Regions from separate parts of the Mus musculus genome. Here regions 1, 3 and 4 are each linked to region 2. Evidence: chromatin contacts called from public Hi-C data. All regions are on one chromosome and are shown on one strand. The core of a region is the stretch at or near the end of the contact, and the rest is flanking DNA. Distances in the headings are between cores, read along the strand shown.

Region 1 (4,049 bases), core at 417-2,916, 270 kb before region 2:
GTTGGTGGCTCAGTGTCTGAGAGATCTCTGAGGTCCAGGTCAGTTGAGATTGCTAGTCCCATGGGGTTGCCCTCCTCATCTTGTTCCAGCTTTTCCCCAATTCAACCACAGGAGTCCCCAGCTTCTCTCCATTGGTTGGGTGCTGGTATTTGCATCTGACTCTTTCAGCTGCTTGTTGGGCCTCTTGGAGGGCAGCCATGCTAGGCTCCTGTCTGCAAGCATACCACAGCATCAGTAACAGCGTCAGGCCCCAGGGCCTCTCCTTGAGCTGGATCCCAATTTGGGCCTGTCATTGGACCTCCTTTCTCTCATGCTCTTCTCCATTTGTGTCCCTGTAGTTCCTTCAGGCAAGAACAATTCTGGGTCAGAGCTTTTGACTGTGGGATGGCAACCCTCATCCATCCACTTGATGTCCTGTCCTTCCATTGGAGATGGACTCTGCAAGTTCCCCCTCCCCACTGTAGAGCACTTCATCCAAGGTCTCTCTTTCTCCCTTTGAGTCCTGAGAGTCTTTCACCTCCCAAGTCTCTGGTACATTCTAGAAGGTCCCCCCAACTCCTACCTCCTGAGGTTGCCTGTTTCAATTCTTTCTGCTGGTTCTCAGGGCTTCAGTCCTGTTTTCAATACCTGATCATGTCCCCCCCCCCCCCCCCGTCCCTTCTCCCACCCAAGTCCTTCTCTCCCTCTGCCCCTCACCCCCGGCCCCCCGTGATTGCTTTCTTAGAGGACTAATCCCCTGATTAGCTGATAACTCAACTCAAGATTCACTCCAAAAGAAATCCTGAGAATGGCTACCAAACAACTGCCATCATAAACATAGTTAAACATGTGTGGGAGTGGGCAATTAAACTGGCTACAAATATGGAATACTTAAGTGGTGTCCTTCCTCTTTGTGCTCCCTTCTGCATTCTAAACCTCACAGAGAGCAAAGCAGCCACACACAAGATTTAGTTCAAAAATCATTGCCTGGCTTTACAGCAGTGTCACCATGGTAATGATATACAGTGAATTGAAGGCCAATCCAGCCTCAGGTATCTGGTTCTTAGTCTAAAGGAATGGCATTAATTCTGATTCCCAGGGGGCCAGAGGAGCGTCTGCTCGACAGTGACTCAGAAGCCACTTTTTGTACCTGAGAATTTTCAGAATTCCAAATAAGCCTCAGAAAATGGCTGCAGGAGGCAATGCAATGATCTAGACTCATCCTCCGTGGTGAATTTCCTCACTAGGATTTGGGCTGGCCTAGAAAAGGGACATCAACACAGCATTCAGATAGACTTGTTTCCAATCTAAAAATCACATATGGAAGGTCACCTAATGTGGTCTTGAGGGCACACCCTCCTTCCTTTCTGCTCCCTCCTGCTGTCTTTCTTGGAAGCAGGACAGGCCTTAAGGGCTGTCTCTGGAGCCCTTGCATGTCCCTTCTGTGCCCTCTTCTCACCTTGATTATATTCTGTTCTCATTCTCCTGGGGTCCCATCACATAAATACATGCTTATCTGTTCCCGAAGGAATGAGGTTGGCACTTTGAGGAAACAGCTTAGGCAGTGAGCCGAAAGAAGAACACATTAAGTTCTTTTTCATTTCATGACAGTAAAGCTTTGTATCTGTGCAGAGGTTTCTGGCAAGTGAAACTACCCAACACAAGCTAACATAAGCAGAAGAGATTTAATCAAAGCACACAACCGAGCTCACAGGGCCAGGAAGATCAGAAAACCAGGCCTGGAGTAAGCACAAAGGGAAAAGGAGTCCCCTTCTTAACTATGAAGGATCTATCATGAAAATAGCAGCAAAGAGCAAAAAGAAAAAAATCTCTAGGTCCACGGTACCTCAACCTCCAGATCCTTGCCAGGCCAGTGAATGCAGACCTGACTCATGATGCTTCTGCCTCTATCATGACTGCAAACAATAGTGGCACTGATATCCACAAGCCGTGTTCAAAGGAAAAGACAAGAGTCTTCCCATATGCATCCAAGTACACACAGGAAGGTCATTCCATGGAGAAATCTGCACAAAGCTAAAATAGAATGTGTAATCATTTGGGTATGGAATGGACTCCACAGATCCCCCTGGTCAAGGCGTAGCCCAGTGGTACTATTTTGGAAGATTCGGGGCAGGCTTAGATGGAGGAAGTAGTGTGTCTTTAAGGGTTACCCAATCTCTTCTGCATTTCTTGTTTCTTGTCCATTTTCAGAGTAGATTCTTCCTGCACATGTTCCTGCCTCCGTAATATCCTACCATTCCATGGAACCAAAAACAGTAGCTCTTGGTTTTGTTTATTATCAGATATTTGGTCACAGAAACACAACCCAACAAGACAGAATGACAAACACCAACTTGAAATTGTCAAAGGCAAAGCAGTTCAAGACAAAATTAACAATGGCCATTTGTTCACAAATGCATAGCAAGGAGGTACCCTGTCCACTTTCAGTTTAGTTTCAATAGGGTGTTCAAGTCTGTTAGGAAGTTTATGGAAAGAAGTACTGTGTAGGAAGCTTTGAATGGGGAGATTCCTGGAAATAGACATTGTCACTGGCATTAAAATAGATATGTTAATTCTTTATAGGCTATAAGGGGACAAGCTAGCAGTTTGGGGACATTTCAAATGAGAAGGGGTCTTTTTCTATGTCAGGACAGAGTAACTTCTGCACCAATCATTTTTGTAGGACAAGATGGGATCAAGAACGGGTTTTAATAGAAATGGTTCTTAGGTCAAGCTGTCAGGACAGAGTTTCTGGATGTCTAAGAGAGATGGGCAGGAAAATGAAAGTATCGGTTGGCATAGATAAAAAGCCAGAGAGGGCAGGCGTAGGGGCACTGACAAGTTTTTCTGGTAATATTCAGCCACCTCAGCTGGATTTCCCCAGTTCAGTCGACGAAACAACGGCTTCCCATGCACCTCCTTAATCCTTCATGCTCTGCCTGACTGTGGGCATGCTGAGGTATTGTGCCATGCATAATTTGTGATTATGGGCCAGCTGCCTTTTCCCAGTTACCCTCCATGCAATCACATGGAACTGTAGGGGATGCGAGTCAGAATGCTACCTAAAACCTCTTCAGACATCAGGGGGCTGCCATTAAAAAGGGATAAAGATGTTGGGTGCTCCCTGACAAAGGTTCTATAATACAAAATTACATAATCATTCTCAAAACTGCCCAAGAGATGCTCAAAGGCTTTTGCATTAATAAATATTCTCTCTATCATCCCTTCCTCAAATTTATATGCCAGAGTTGAGGACCAAAAGTGAAATAAACAGGAAGAGATAGAAGTTAAGGGTGTTAAATTATAACTAGAAAAAAAAAAACATTTCTACCCAGCCTAGTGTAAGATTTACATAAATATGTGTACTCAAGTTCTGCTTAGCTTGCAGTAAGATACAGCATTATCTCAATCACCCATTAGATTTGTCCTATACTCCTTATAAATTGGCCCAGTCAACTTTCTCATGCCTTATTAACCTGGAATACTAAGCACTAATCCCTTTGATAAAATACCTTCTTCATACATAACAAAGAGGGGGAGGGGGAATGGAACAAAGGCAATTTCATTTTTCCACATGTTTTAGTTAAAACTCAAACTTCTACAATGACTATCTTAACCAAAGACTCTTCACATTGAGACTTTTAAATAAACATCAAATATCACAATCTATAAGCCACTCACAGCTTTGAGAAAAGGGCTGAGAAGGCCCCCTTTTCCTAGTTACCTAGTTATAAATCCAGCGAGATGCAATTTGTAACTTGAACAGCTTGTGTGTGTTCTCTGATATTTCCAAAGGTAGAAGAGGGACGATATTACATTTTCTTTTAAAACAAACTTCCTTTCTTCTACAGAAAAAGTTAGTTTGAGCAAAGCAGCTTTCCATCTTGTTTATTAAATTCACATCTGTACACAAACTGTCCTTGTTTATAGAATTTTGGTCTTCTTATGATTGCGGTTTACTTTTCATTGTTTTGCAATTGTGCGACTGTTGCCTTGGTAATGGAAAAGTGGGCTCAATCCTTTTAAAATGATAACCATCTCCATTCTCCCTTATTTACTGGATTTCATGC
Region 2 (4,074 bases), core at 864-3,363:
TGTATTTTACTATATACTAGTTGCTGCTGAACTGACATCATTTCATTGGTAGGATAGGTCTAATCATGTCTGTTAAAGGAATGAGGATACTGAAGTTCACATAGCCTGAGTAGATTGCACAGATAGTTAAAGGATGATTCAGAACCATGCCCAATTTTTTTTTTTTAAAGAGGGCAAGGAGCTGATAATCTACAGAATACATTACTAGCAAGCTTAAAAATATTTCTGAAATTTAATAAAGTGTGCTTTTTCTACTTTGAGCAGGGATTATTTTCTTTACCTGTTCTTCATCTCCAGTAACTGAAAACGAACAAGGAAAACAAAACTGAAATGAACACACCTATTGCCTGAGACACATAACAGAAAATTAAGAGCAGTCAAAGGGGTGTCAAGCTATGCACTAAAAAAGGAAAAGGGAAGATCAGGTTGTCAGTCTCTCTCAAAGCTCTCATTCAAGATGTCTAGAATAAAGCAAGAAGTACAACTTACTGTATATCTATTTATATGTACTTCATATATGTACACATCAGATATGTATGTGTGTGTGTATATATAGATTAAGATAACCTTTCAGCTTGGATTTTATAACTTAAGAGAGATATGGCATTTTAAATTTGCAACTGAAGTAGTTCTTATAGAACTAGATGATGCTTGCCTGAGCCAGGCACAGAAATTGTTGGTAGTTCTAAAAGTCACAGTTCTTTTTATTGTTTTTGTTTTCTAATACAGGGTTTCTCTGTGTAGCCCTGGTTGTCCTGGAACTAAAATCTGTAGACAGGGCTGTCCTGGAATTTAAAGATCTGCTTGCCTCTACCTCCCTAGTGCTGGGGTTAAAGGCTTGCTCCACAACCATCTAGTATCACTGGAATTCTTAATTGCCAAACTCTGAAGTCTTAAGGCTCTGCAAATTCCTCAAGCAGTTTTAATGATGTAAGCATGTTATAATTCCATTACTATTTTGTTTAAATAGACATACCAATTTACCACTTTTTTCAGGTACTTTTGTGCAACTACTTTAAAAAATTAATCAATTCAGTGGGAGTTTGTACCACTAATAAACATATAACCAAGAACTAATTGAAAATACAGGTATTAAGAAAGTTTGCCCTATGGTACTTTTGAAATGTTTATAAGATCCTGTATCATGGGAGTTACCAGTCAAAGAAGATGAATAGTAATAAATTATGCATTATGATTCATTTGTATACTGACCATTTCTTTGTTTGGGATGACAATTTAAATGATTTGAATACACCTTAGGATTTCTAATGTTTCTGGTGACTGGCAATATGTCTTTATCGAAAAGGGCTGACCACTTGAAATATTAAAGAAACTATATCCTTGATGTCAAGGAAGAAACCACCAGTCATACTTACGTGGTTTTAACTCAGTGCCATCAGAGATATTGCCATGTGCGTGTTATAATGTTTTCAATTGAAATTTTCTCACGGACTAAGGCTGGTCGTGAGGACCTCCAATGTATTTTGATAATTCATACAATTCTTGTGAACCTCATACGCCTATGGAAAAGGGAGATCACCCACCCACTGGCATCATACCTGAGGATCTTTGGGGATTTCTAGCAGGGGATTTGCTGCACCTACCCAACCACCTCATGAGGGTAGTCAGGGAGGCGAGTTCAAGAACTAGCTTGGCAGAGAGGCTCCCGGTTTGACAGCATCTATTTTAAGCCGCGCCCGTGTGAGCAGGTGTCAGCCTCTCCACGGGCTGTGGCAAGAGCCCGGCGACATTGGGCCTGTCTCCAGACCCCCGCAGCGAGGTGGGGCCGCGGACCCAAGGTGGACCAGGAGGAGGCAAAGGCGGCCGGGAGCAGGTGGCCCTCCACTCACCGCACGTGGCCCGCACGGCGAGGCCGAGGGGGAAGGAGAGCGGACGGGCGAGCCCTGTCCTTCCCCTCGCGACTCCTCCCCGCGCACCTGCTCACCTGTCGGCCCGGTCCCAGCGCGTGGGGGAGGGACGAGGGGTGAGGGATGCGGAGGAGGAGCGCCGGGAGAAAGAGGGGGTGCAGCGAGGACTCCGCCCCCCCCAAGCTGCGCGCAGGCGCAGTGGCCGCTACCGCAGGCAGGGGGCGGCAACATGGCGGAGTGAGCGGCGGCGTCGGGGCTTCACAACAACAGCGGCGCCGGTGGCAGCGGCCCGAGCTTTGGCCCCCGGCGGAGGGCGGAGGGCCGTGCGAGACGAGGCGGCATCCTCGCGGGGGGCCGGGCCGGCGGTAGCGAGCCGGGGAGATCGGTGCAGAGAGCGCCGAGGCGATCTGCGAGGAGCTCCGTGAGGCGAGCGCTGAGGCGGACCGTGAGCTCGCTGGGGAGACAGCTGCGGCAAGCCCGGGAGGAGACCTCGGAAGCGACCCTTGAGGCTGTCCCCGGAGGCGGTCGGCGAGGCGCCGCGCACGGCTGCCGGGCCCGGCTGAGGCGCGGACGGGAGCGGGCCCGGCGCCGCGGCGCTGGTGGATGCTGGGGCTGCGAGGCGCCGGCCGGGGGGCGGGGGCCGCGGCGGGGATAACGGAACCGGCGGAGGCGGCGCGGCGGCGCTGCACAGCTCCTCAGCAGCGGGGCGGATGGCGAGCGACAAGCCGGGCCCGGGGCTCGAGCCGCAGCCCGTCGCGCTCCTGGCCGTCGGGGCCGGCGGCGGTGCAGGCGGCGGAGGCGCCATGGGGGAGCCTCGGGGGGCGGCCGGCTCCGGCCCGGTGGTGCTGCCGGCGGGCATGATCAACCCTTCGGTGCCGATCCGCAACATCCGTATGAAATTCGCCGTTCTGATCGGACTCATACAGGTCGGCGAGGTCAGCAACAGGGACATCGTGGAGACCGTGCTCAACCTGGTAAGCGCCCCCCCTCCCAACCCCGGGCGTCCGCGCCCTGCCTCCCCGCGTCCCTCAGCCTCCTGTCCGTCCGCCCGCCCGCCCGCCCGCGCGCAGCCACGGCCGCGCCACCTCCCTCCTGTCACCCGCGCGGTGCCCAACTCAACCCGGCACTTCCGACGAGTGGTCGGTCCTTAGGGCCTGGGCCGTGAGTGGAGGTGTGAAGCGGCCCTCAGGTCCTTTGGGAGTTTCTTCTCCCCATCTCTTAATTGTCCGTGTTGTGGCTCTGAGAGGGTGACAGCCCGGCCCCTAGAGCCCGAGTCCCCCCAAGCGCCCCAGCCCCCACCCCCTCCCGTGCTCCTGAAATGGGAGAAGCGCACTGGTTCCAACTTGAGCAGCTGGGGTGCTGGGTTTTCCAGGGAGGACGACGAATGATGCAGATTTTGCATCTGTCTTTAAATACATTCCGTGGCAGTGATGGAGCGTGTTGTGCCTGTACTCACCCCTACCTCCATCTCTAGGCAATCTTCACCTCTTTGTAGTATCTCTCCAGATATGCTGATCTCTTACCTTTACGGGTGTGGGGCGCAGAAGGTGTTAAAATGTAAGGGGGGCACCGGATCTTACAGGTTGGTTTCTATGGTTGCGGTGGCTTGAGGATAAAGACCAGAAGAAAGATTTGAAAGGCAGCCTAGGTTTTGGCTCCTTTCATGGTAAGAGAGTTACTGCAGAAGTGTGTATGACTTAATGTTCTGCGCTAGCTACAGAGAACCTAAACAATGTTGAAGATGACTTGGTCCAGCAGAAGGAGAGGAAGAGCCAAAATAGAGCATAATTGAGGCTAGGTCATGGCTTTTGCGCTTTGCAAATGCATTTCTTTTGTTTTTGGTTTTGCCTTTCTTCAGCAAAGCTTCTTAAAAACCCGGCTTCCTCTGCATTGTCTAGCCTTTGACATTCAGTAAGGCTGGGTTTGGGAAGGCAAGGTGTGAGTCAGTAACAGTCAGTTGACCATTGTATTTGGTGTGAAGTCGCAGGAATATAAAGAAAAATGCTTGCTGGGGATTTTTATAACACTCATGAGGTCTGACTTTTCAGAGAAGCAATTATTTCTGTTTGGTGCCTTTGGAAAATTGAAAGAAAACTGCTGCTGTGGCAGTGGTACCCTGAGACGTGGATTAGATAACTCTGTTGTTTTTGCACCTTTGAAATTCGTGGAAAAGTTGGAGTACTTTTTGTCTTCTTTTTGCTAGTGT
Region 3 (3,986 bases), core at 959-3,458, 290 kb before region 2:
GTCAATCTGGAGTTCTCCTGGGATTGCTATGAGAAGGTAATGCTGAGTGGTGGTCTTGGCAATCCTAGACAGCCAGCAGAGGGCAAGTGTCATACTGTACTATGGCTATACTTTCAGTATCACTCAATGCCATGAGTTGAATGTGTGTGTCCTCTCACAGTTATTATGCTGAAATCCTGTTAAATAGCTTTTGGAGATGATGCTATTGGGTAATGATGTGGGGGTCATAAGTATGGATATTTTAGCATGAGATAGCGTCCAATGATAAGGAAGAATTCATATTCCTTCTTTGTCAGTCTCTCTCTCTCTCTGCCTCTCTTTCTCTCTCTCTCCTTTCCTCCATTTGTTCCCTCCATCTCTGTTTTCCTTCTTGTCATCTTTTCTCCTCCTTCCATATCTCTCCCTCTTCCCTCTTCTCACCACCATGAGATGATATAAAAGCTCTTTTTAAATCAGGAGCAAGGGCCTTCACTACAGTTCAACCATTCTCATTCTGAGTTGATATTTCTCAGCCTCTAGAAGGATAAGAAATAAATTTCCACTGCTTATACTATCCATCTTATATTGTTTTTTTTTTTAATGACATTTTGGAATGGCCAAACATTTACCATTCTCCTGTGAACTGTCCTTCAGATACATGACTGCCATGGAGACCACCATTCACTTACTTGTCAGCTTAAGAGTTAGCCTTTGATCCAAGAAAGACTGGCATTTTGGGGATTAGAAAAAAGGCCTGACTGTCAAATTTCCCAGTAGGGTTAATAATGAGGGTCTCTCTACATTAATCCTTACAAGAAAAAAAGAGAGCCAAAATGATTTTATATTAACTCATTACTACCTTATCAATATGTGATGTCTGTCTGTCTTTACAAGGACAGCGACTTTGAGATGACTACTCTTGTTCTGTTTTGTTTCATTATCTATGTAGGAAAGCAACCTCTTCACCTCATCCCAGATGGATACTTGCTCTATTGCACAGAGTGAAGTGCTAACTTCATCTAGAATGGTAAAATGCCATTGAGACCTTTAAATGGAACCTTGGGAATTTTGTCCTTTGCCAATGTAATCCTAGAATCTTAAATAGTACAAGCCAGAGACATCACCAGTCAGTCAGCCAAAATGTCAGTACTGAGCATCTGCATGGACTTGGAACTTGAGTGTAGTACATCCCCATCATGAAGTCTAAAATGTAACTTATACTTGTAAAAGCGAGGAGGGGAGGAGAGAAAGGGGCTGGAGAGGAGGAGGAAAAAAATACAACAAATTCACTATGTCCCCAAAGAAAGGGGTAAAGAAAATGTTCCCAACAAATGGATGCATGACAAAATCTTAGGGGAGAAATAAGGCATCCTGCAGCCCTAGGATTAATGAACCTATCCTTACCAAGACTGCATTTGTGTGAATCAAGCGAATGCACAGCACAGGCACAACCCTAGTGCAGACCCCGAGCTTCTGATAGCCGTGTGCACATATCCAGTGGCTGCACACGCACGCTGATATAACAAGTGTAATGCAAGGACCATGGCTATTCTCAAGGATGATAAAGGCAAGGCATGTGAATACATGGCTTGTTAAACTTTATGTTGATCTAAAACTTTTCCAAAAATGTAAATTTTTAAATCTGAAAACAGGAAGCACTCCATTTCAGCAAATAGTTGACAGCCAACTAAAAGACTGAATATTCACGGGTGCTGTTTACTATTAAAAATGAATGAACGGAAACAAAATCCTCTGAGATTTTTTTTTTTCGTGCACCAGTTTTCATTCAGCTGTTTTCACTGTCACATGATGACATCTGAAAAGAGGCTGGACTGTCTGTTCTAGTCAGCAGTGGTTTAAACAAAGACCACCTTCTCTGAACTGCTGCTAGCACTTAGAGGAAATGCTCAGAGCCCCCTGCCTGTCTCATACCCCCCAACCCTAGAAGAACTACTCTCTCCAGCAAATTACTCTGGTGTGGATAAACTCAGTCCTTTCTGTGCAGACTGTGAAAGTCATTTGCTCTGCAGTGACACTTTTTACCTCCCTTGCAAAGGCCCCCATAATTCTTCTATCCCGACCTCAGCTTTTGAGGCTGGAGGTGCTATTTGCAGAATGAGGCTGGGGAAATGAGCCAATGTGAATTTCAGGCTTGCCAGAGCTTACAATCTTAATGTAAATCCAACAATTAGCAATGCCTCAGCTGTGAAAGCTGGAAAAGAGCCACACATCAGATGGTTAGAGAGGCTGGCTGGGGAAATCACTTCCATTTTCTTGTTGTTATCCTGTCTATCCCAGCTCAGCCCACAACCTTGAGAGAAGACCTGAGCCCTTGTCATAACTTCATTAAAGGAGCTCAATATTCATCCAAATAGAACTTCAAACCTAAGTAAGAAAAGAATGTGGAATAAGAAACAGGTAACATCAGCTTTTGAAACAGTCTAGACCAAGGTACATTGGAGGCCAAGGGAGTCCAATTACCCTGAGTTACTTCTAAGCACAGACTACCAGTGCTAATGTGTCCTTGTCAATTTGAAATACTTGGCAGATATCAGTAATGAGGCTTTTTTTTTCCTCTTGAGATACTTTAAGAAGACAGGAAACAGATACATTTCATACAGGCACCATGGGGTTTGTAAGTCCCTCCAGAACACTGGGATTTCTTTGTCTTACTTCCCCACCTGAATCTTCTAAAGAGAAGGAAAAAATGTAACTGTATATATGTGTGTGAATACTTTTGAAAATGTTATTAAAAAAATATCATGAGAGATAGTGATATGGCTCAGCCAGGAAGGATGCTTGCTACTTACAGTTGATAATCTGAGTTCAATCCCCAGGGCTTGGATAAAGTTAGGAGGGGAGAACAGACATCACAAAGTTATCCTTTGACGCCCCATGTGCATTCTATGTTATGTGCACACGCATACATTCACACACACACAAAGCAAACCAGTAACAACTAAACAATGATACGATGGGGAAAGACAGGTACTTGTAGAGACTCCATCCACTTACTTGACAGATTTACTTATGCCCCACCCCACCCCAAATCACCTCCCCTTATTTCCACTGTGGTTGTTATAGGTAATGTATGTTTTATAGATGATGTCATTTGTTTTCTCACTTTCACCAAAAACAATTCAGAAGAGGAAAGGTTTATTTGCCATAGTCCATCATCCAGGGAAGACAAGAAAGGAACTCAGAGCAGGGACTTGGAGACAAAAACTGAAGCAGAAACCATGAATGAACACTGCTTATGGCTTTCCTTAGCCAGGCTCACTCAGATACCTTTGCTTATGCAGTCCAGCCTAGGGATGGCACTGCCCACAGTGGACTGTGTGCCTGTATACCAATTAGCAATCCAAAAACTGACTTACAGGCCAATATGATGGAGGTGACATGTCTGTCTGTCTGTCTGTCTGTGTCGGTGTGTATACACGGTGGAGGATCCTTTCAAACTGAGGGTCCCTCTTTCCAAGTGAGTCAAGATGACAACCAAAATAAGCCATCACAAGGGATGTGTTCAAAACTAAGAATCAAGTTGCATTCTGAAATGTTAATGAAATAGACTCCACAACTGCTCTGGGAGAAAGACTTTCCACTTCCCTCAAACATCTCTCTACATGGCACATCTTCACATTCCTAAGGTATTCATGTCTCCTACTAAGCTCTAGCCTTCTGAATGTGCAGCAAACAAAATCAATATCTTTTGAATAAAAAAACTCTTTCGAGATTTCTCTGTCAAACATCATTCAGCTTCTGTCTTTGGAGTCCAAAGTGACCCCTGAGAAAGAATATGGGTTCAAGTGACCGCAAGATGCACAGTCAAGCTCTGTAGACTTCTGACAGTGAAGGGGAGACAGTCAGGATACTCTCTCTCAGTAGTGATTACCATGAGCCATTCTATCACCCAGAACTGTATCATCAAAATACGTCTGCCATAGTGCTGTGGCCTGAATGTTCTCACCCAAACTTCTGTTGAAATTTAGATTCTATTGCCAAAGAAT
Region 4 (4,359 bases), core at 1,756-4,255, 460 kb before region 2:
AATGTTCCTGGTCCTCTGCAAACCATGTCCCCATCTCCAGAACCAAAGCCATTGTTGATCTCCAGTGGTAAAAAGAATCTGATGTAAGTAGCCATCGAACTGCCCTTAATTTTCTTTAGCTTAATGATAGAAAGGGAAAATAAGACTTATCCTTATAACTTTAGCCTGTCTGCCATGTAACCTGACAATTCTTTGACCAAATCCAACAGTATATTAGAATACAGCATGATTGTGTCCCTCACCACAGATGGGAGATGGAGGACACAGTCTGCCGCTCTCTAACCAGAACCCAGCAAGAATGCTGAAGTTCAACATCTTGAGAGGCTAAGGATTTTGCTTGCTGGGCTAAGGATTTCCCACAGCAAGCAAGGGCAAAACAGGCAGACAGGACAAATGAAGCAAAGTCCTTGCTCCCAGATAAGGAGCTTGGGGTGGTCCTATCAACACTCTCTAGCCTGAGTCCCAGGCCACACATAGAAATCAGGGAGGACACAGGGAAGGCTGAGGTGCTTGTATAGCACAACACTGTCAGAGAGACACAAGGTGACGCCCGAGAGACAAAATCCGTGCCAGGAGACCTTAGTTTCATATCAGCTTTTACATTTTTGAAAATATTCCAGAATCTTACTTCTCTAGTGATGAAGGGCTTTTCCCATCTATATCTACATCCTCCATACATCTCAGGATCTTTCTCTTATGAAAACTTTAACATGTTATAAATAACTGAAGGCTGGAGAGATGGTTCAATGATGTATTAGTCAGGGTTCTCTAGAATAACAAAACTTATAGAATAAATGTGTGTGTGTGTGTGTGTGTGTGTGTGTGTGTGTGTGTGCTCGTGCACATGTGTGCACTCACAGAAGGCATATCCCAGATTAAAAGTGGATTTTCCTAGATCAGATACTCAAGATCCAGATTAAAGGTGATTTTCCCCACCTCAAATGATCTAGATTAAAACTGTGTCTTCCTATCCCAAAGATCCAGATTAGACCTGGATCTTCCTACTGCAACCCAAGCAAAAATCCCTCACAGGTGTGCCCTCCATTTTGGAGTTTTAGTTAATTCCAGATGAAGTCAAGTTGACAACCATTACAAGTGGTTTACAGCATGTATTACTTTTATGAAAAAAAACTGAGTTAAGTTCATGGCACCAACATCAGGCAGCTCAGCATCATTTGTGACTCCAGTCCAAGAGAACCAATATCCTTCCCTGGCCTTTACAGACTCAACACTCACATGCACATACCCATACCCAGACAAGCACAGATGCACATAATTAAGAAAACAACAAAAATAAACATGTAAACCAGTCACTAAATGTGTATGGATACTCTTCTGTCCTTTGTTGTCCTTTCACTATTTTTGAGACTTATAGAAAGTACAAGTGCTTGCTAACAGGAGCTTGATATAGCTGTCTCCTAAGAAGCTCTGTCAATGCTTAACAAATACTAAGTGGATGCTCACAGTCATCCATGGACTGAGCACAGGATCCTCAATGAAGGAGCTAGAGAAAGGACTCAAGGAGCTGAAGGGGTTTGCAGCCCCATAGGAGGAACAACAATATGAACCAACCAGTACACCCAGAGCTCCCAGGGACTAAACCACCAACCAAGGAATACACAAGGAGGGACTCATGGCTCCAGCTGCATATGTAGTAGAGGATGGCCTTGTAGGACATTAATGAGAGGAGAGGCCCTTGGTCTTGTGAAGGCTCGATGCCCCAGTATAGGAGAATCCCAGGACAGAGGAATGGGAGTGGGTGGTTTAGTGAGCAAGGGAAGGGGGGATGGGATAGAGGGGGATTTGGGAGGGGAAATGGGGAAAGGGAATAAAATTTGAAATGTAAATAAAGAAAATATCTAACAAAATCCTCAAAAGAAAGAGAGAGAGAGAGAGAGAGAGAGAGAGACAGGAAGGAAGGAAGGAAGGAGAGAGAGAGAGAGAGAGAGAGAGAGAGAGAGAGAGGAAGGAAGGAAGGAAGGAAGGAAGGAAGGAAGGAAGGAAGGAAGGAGAGAGAGAGAGAGTTCCAACCTCTCACACTGAGATAAGAGGAGCTAAGAGATGAGAGTTCTCAGGAGCCTGATGAGGAATTGCCATGACAACAGTGAGACAGTGGAGGAAAACAGTGCTTAATGGTGGGCCTCCTGGCTGATCCGACCTTGTCGCTACCAGGCCTGTTTGAAAAAGAAAGTGCTTTTTGGTGTGCAATAAAAAGATGCTTAAACTGTATCTCTACTGATGCTGAACAGAGCTAAAATAAATCTTACAAAGTCATCCAGAAAAAAAAAAAAAGATTTGGCATTAACCTTCAACAAATAGTATTGGGCTGCATGTGAGTACTGAGAACACTCAAAAAGAAGAGGAAGAGGTGAAGGCAGAGAAAGGAGAGAGTGAAATAAAGACCAATAAAGAATCATCTCCAAAAAATTCTGAGAACAAGATTAAATATTACTTGTTCCATGTATTTCAACATATTTAATTCAACAAAGATTATGGAGTAGCTGCTTTGTACAGGGCTGTATTTTGAGGTGTATATACACAGTTGTGGTCCACTCAATGCTAAGGACAATGTTTTCTACTTGATGGGAATTCAGACACTCTCTTCTTTTTGGAGTCTATAAGAAAGCACAGTGTTAGTAAGTAAAAATGGGAATGGGTGGGTAGGGAAGTGGGGGGGAGGGTATGGGGGACTTTTGGGATAGCATTGGAAATGTAATTGAGGAAAATATATAATAAAAATTATTTAAAAAATATTGTCTTTTCATTGAGATGTTTTCTAACTTGATGTGGAGCAAAATCATACTTACGTTTGTAGGCTCAACTGTGGGAGCCCCAGTGAGTTTGAGGTAACTATAATGTGAATAATTGGTCTGTGGAAAGTTTGCTTCTCTACAATGATGTCAAATCATCTGTGGCTCATTCCGGGCCTGAAGATGGATCTGGAGAAGGGGGCGTGCCCTTCTGAGGTAGCCCTTTGGCCAGCCTCTCTAAAGCACAGATGGTGCCTTCTGTGCTGTCACATTCTATGGTAATTACTGGTTCTGTTGTTGCTGGCTTTATGCACTCACTCTGTCTAGACTTCAATTTCTGGAGCCTTTAGTGACTCATTTTTCAACAAAATGCAAGTCACTTCACTTTGCTTTGTTTTAAGCTCTATATAACCTAATATTTAATGTGCTCTGAGTAATGTTATGTGTACCTTATCAAAAAAAGCAGTCTACAGACATCCAAGAATATCAGACCATAATCTCATATTACCCTTTCTTATTGAAATCTCAATTTTGTAAAAACTCATATCCCAGACTATTCAGCAACGTTAACTGGGGTAACGTCAACAATGTTCTTTGTCTTCTATTTGGTTGGCAATAACTCAATATGAATAACATAATTTCATATTTGTTTGAGTTTTGAGTTGTTCAATTTGGCAGCTGTCTATTCCCTCAAACCTAATGCTTTAACCTAAAAAGGCTTGTGGTCAAATTGTAAAGTCTGGGTGTTTGGGGCAGAGTAAGGTGCTAGCCAGTGCAAAGTCGTGGAAACTCTATCCAGTAGCAGCTGACTCTAACTGTGTAAGCACATCATGGATGGATGTAAACCAGGGTATGCAAGAAGAGGGTTGGGTTGCTCTAGGACTCATGGGACAAGGGTTGGTCCTTATTGCTGCCAGCAGATGGTCAATTCTAACTAGAATTTAGAGGCATGGAGTCATGTGGAATAATTTAATCACTGGTTTTCTCATGGCATATCTCTATGCTTGTATTGTGTTCTCATGAGAATAACCTTTACCCTTATGGTGGGACAATGTTCTCAGACAAGCAAGGTAGAACATCGGAAACCATTTGCTTGGGTCATTCAGAAATTTGACCTTTCTTCAAGACCTTCTTTCTACTAATTCTAAAGATTTGAAACAGGCATGCCTTTATTTCCACATACTTCTATATTATATGTCACTCTCTCAGGAGTATTCCCTTTTATTTAACATCTTCATTTTTTAAATTGACTTACTAATCTCTTTATTTTATCATCCATCCTTTTAATAAAAGTTTGTTAAGAGTTTATGTCAACATTCACTCTTGAGCCAAATAGAGAGTTTTAACTAAAACAAGATTCTTGTTTCAGAGATTTTATGGACTTGGCACTAATAATTCAAACTGTTGTCTAGTGCTAGAAACCCCACACTATTTCTTCCTTTAGTCATATGATGGAGGCATGATTATTGCAACTTTATAGCATGTGAACAACTCTCTTTGTTCTGTTGGCTTTAAAATCTCATATCTCAATTACCTTTATTTTTACAAGGTCTGTTTAATATTCCCTGCTAACACATAACTACTACTTAGTCACCACTCATGATTACTT

What was found. Hi-C and Micro-C count contacts between places; a contact is called where the count stands out from the background.
Region 1: a contact with region 2 is called in a Hi-C map of cortical neurons, with 1.7 times the contacts expected there. The contact joins the enhancer-like site here to the promoter of Nbea in region 2. A contact is called at or near these places in 5 of 39 promoter capture datasets (the SN4741 cell line, embryonic stem cells, frontonasal cranial neural crest and 2 more), 3 of 484 Hi-C or Micro-C datasets (cerebral cortex, cortical neurons and mammary gland) and 5 of 115 datasets of contacts at active chromatin or transcription factors (VIP interneurons, craniofacial prominence, embryonic forebrain and 2 more).
Region 3: a Hi-C map of cortical neurons shows a contact between it and region 2. The contact joins the enhancer-like site here to the promoter of Nbea in region 2. A contact is called at or near these places in 3 of 39 promoter capture datasets (frontonasal cranial neural crest, hippocampal neurons and second pharyngeal arch cranial neural crest), 2 of 484 Hi-C or Micro-C datasets (cerebellum and cortical neurons) and 4 of 115 datasets of contacts at active chromatin or transcription factors (astrocytes, craniofacial prominence, embryonic forebrain and 1 more).
Region 4: a contact with region 2 is called in a Hi-C map of cerebellum, with 2.3 times the contacts expected there. The contact joins the enhancer-like site here to the promoter of Nbea in region 2. A contact is called at or near these places in 3 of 39 promoter capture datasets (the 3T3-L1 cell line, the SN4741 cell line and hippocampal neurons), 3 of 484 Hi-C or Micro-C datasets (cerebellum and cortical neurons) and 3 of 115 datasets of contacts at active chromatin or transcription factors (embryonic forebrain, embryonic midbrain and forebrain).

Annotation. Positions count from the first base shown.
Region 1 is chr3:56,455,403-56,459,451 of GRCm38.p6, reverse strand. No RefSeq gene overlaps it. Among named protein-coding and RNA genes, the nearest start is that of Gm25727, 12 kb to the right of the region's middle. Within about 2 kb of position 1,666, at least 10 of the 459 cell types and tissues checked have an H3K27ac peak or open chromatin away from gene starts, as enhancers often do. A contact at or near this core is called in cortical neurons, where this site is marked.
Region 2 is chr3:56,181,740-56,185,813 of GRCm38.p6, reverse strand. Nbea (neurobeachin) reads left to right here and starts at 2,113. Exons shown (of 58, transcript NM_030595.1): 1 at 2,113-2,842. The coding sequence starts at 2,579.
Region 3 is chr3:56,474,228-56,478,213 of GRCm38.p6, reverse strand. No RefSeq gene overlaps it. Among named protein-coding and RNA genes, the nearest start is that of Gm25727, 31 kb to the right of the region's middle. Within about 2 kb of position 2,208, at least 25 of the 459 cell types and tissues checked have an H3K27ac peak or open chromatin away from gene starts, as enhancers often do. A contact at or near this core is called in cerebellum, cortical neurons and neural progenitor cells, where this site is marked.
Region 4 is chr3:56,646,152-56,650,510 of GRCm38.p6, reverse strand. No RefSeq gene overlaps it. Among named protein-coding and RNA genes, the nearest start is that of Gm32237, 50 kb to the left of the region's middle. Within about 2 kb of position 3,005, at least 7 of the 459 cell types and tissues checked have an H3K27ac peak or open chromatin away from gene starts, as enhancers often do. A contact at or near this core is called in cerebellum, where this site is marked.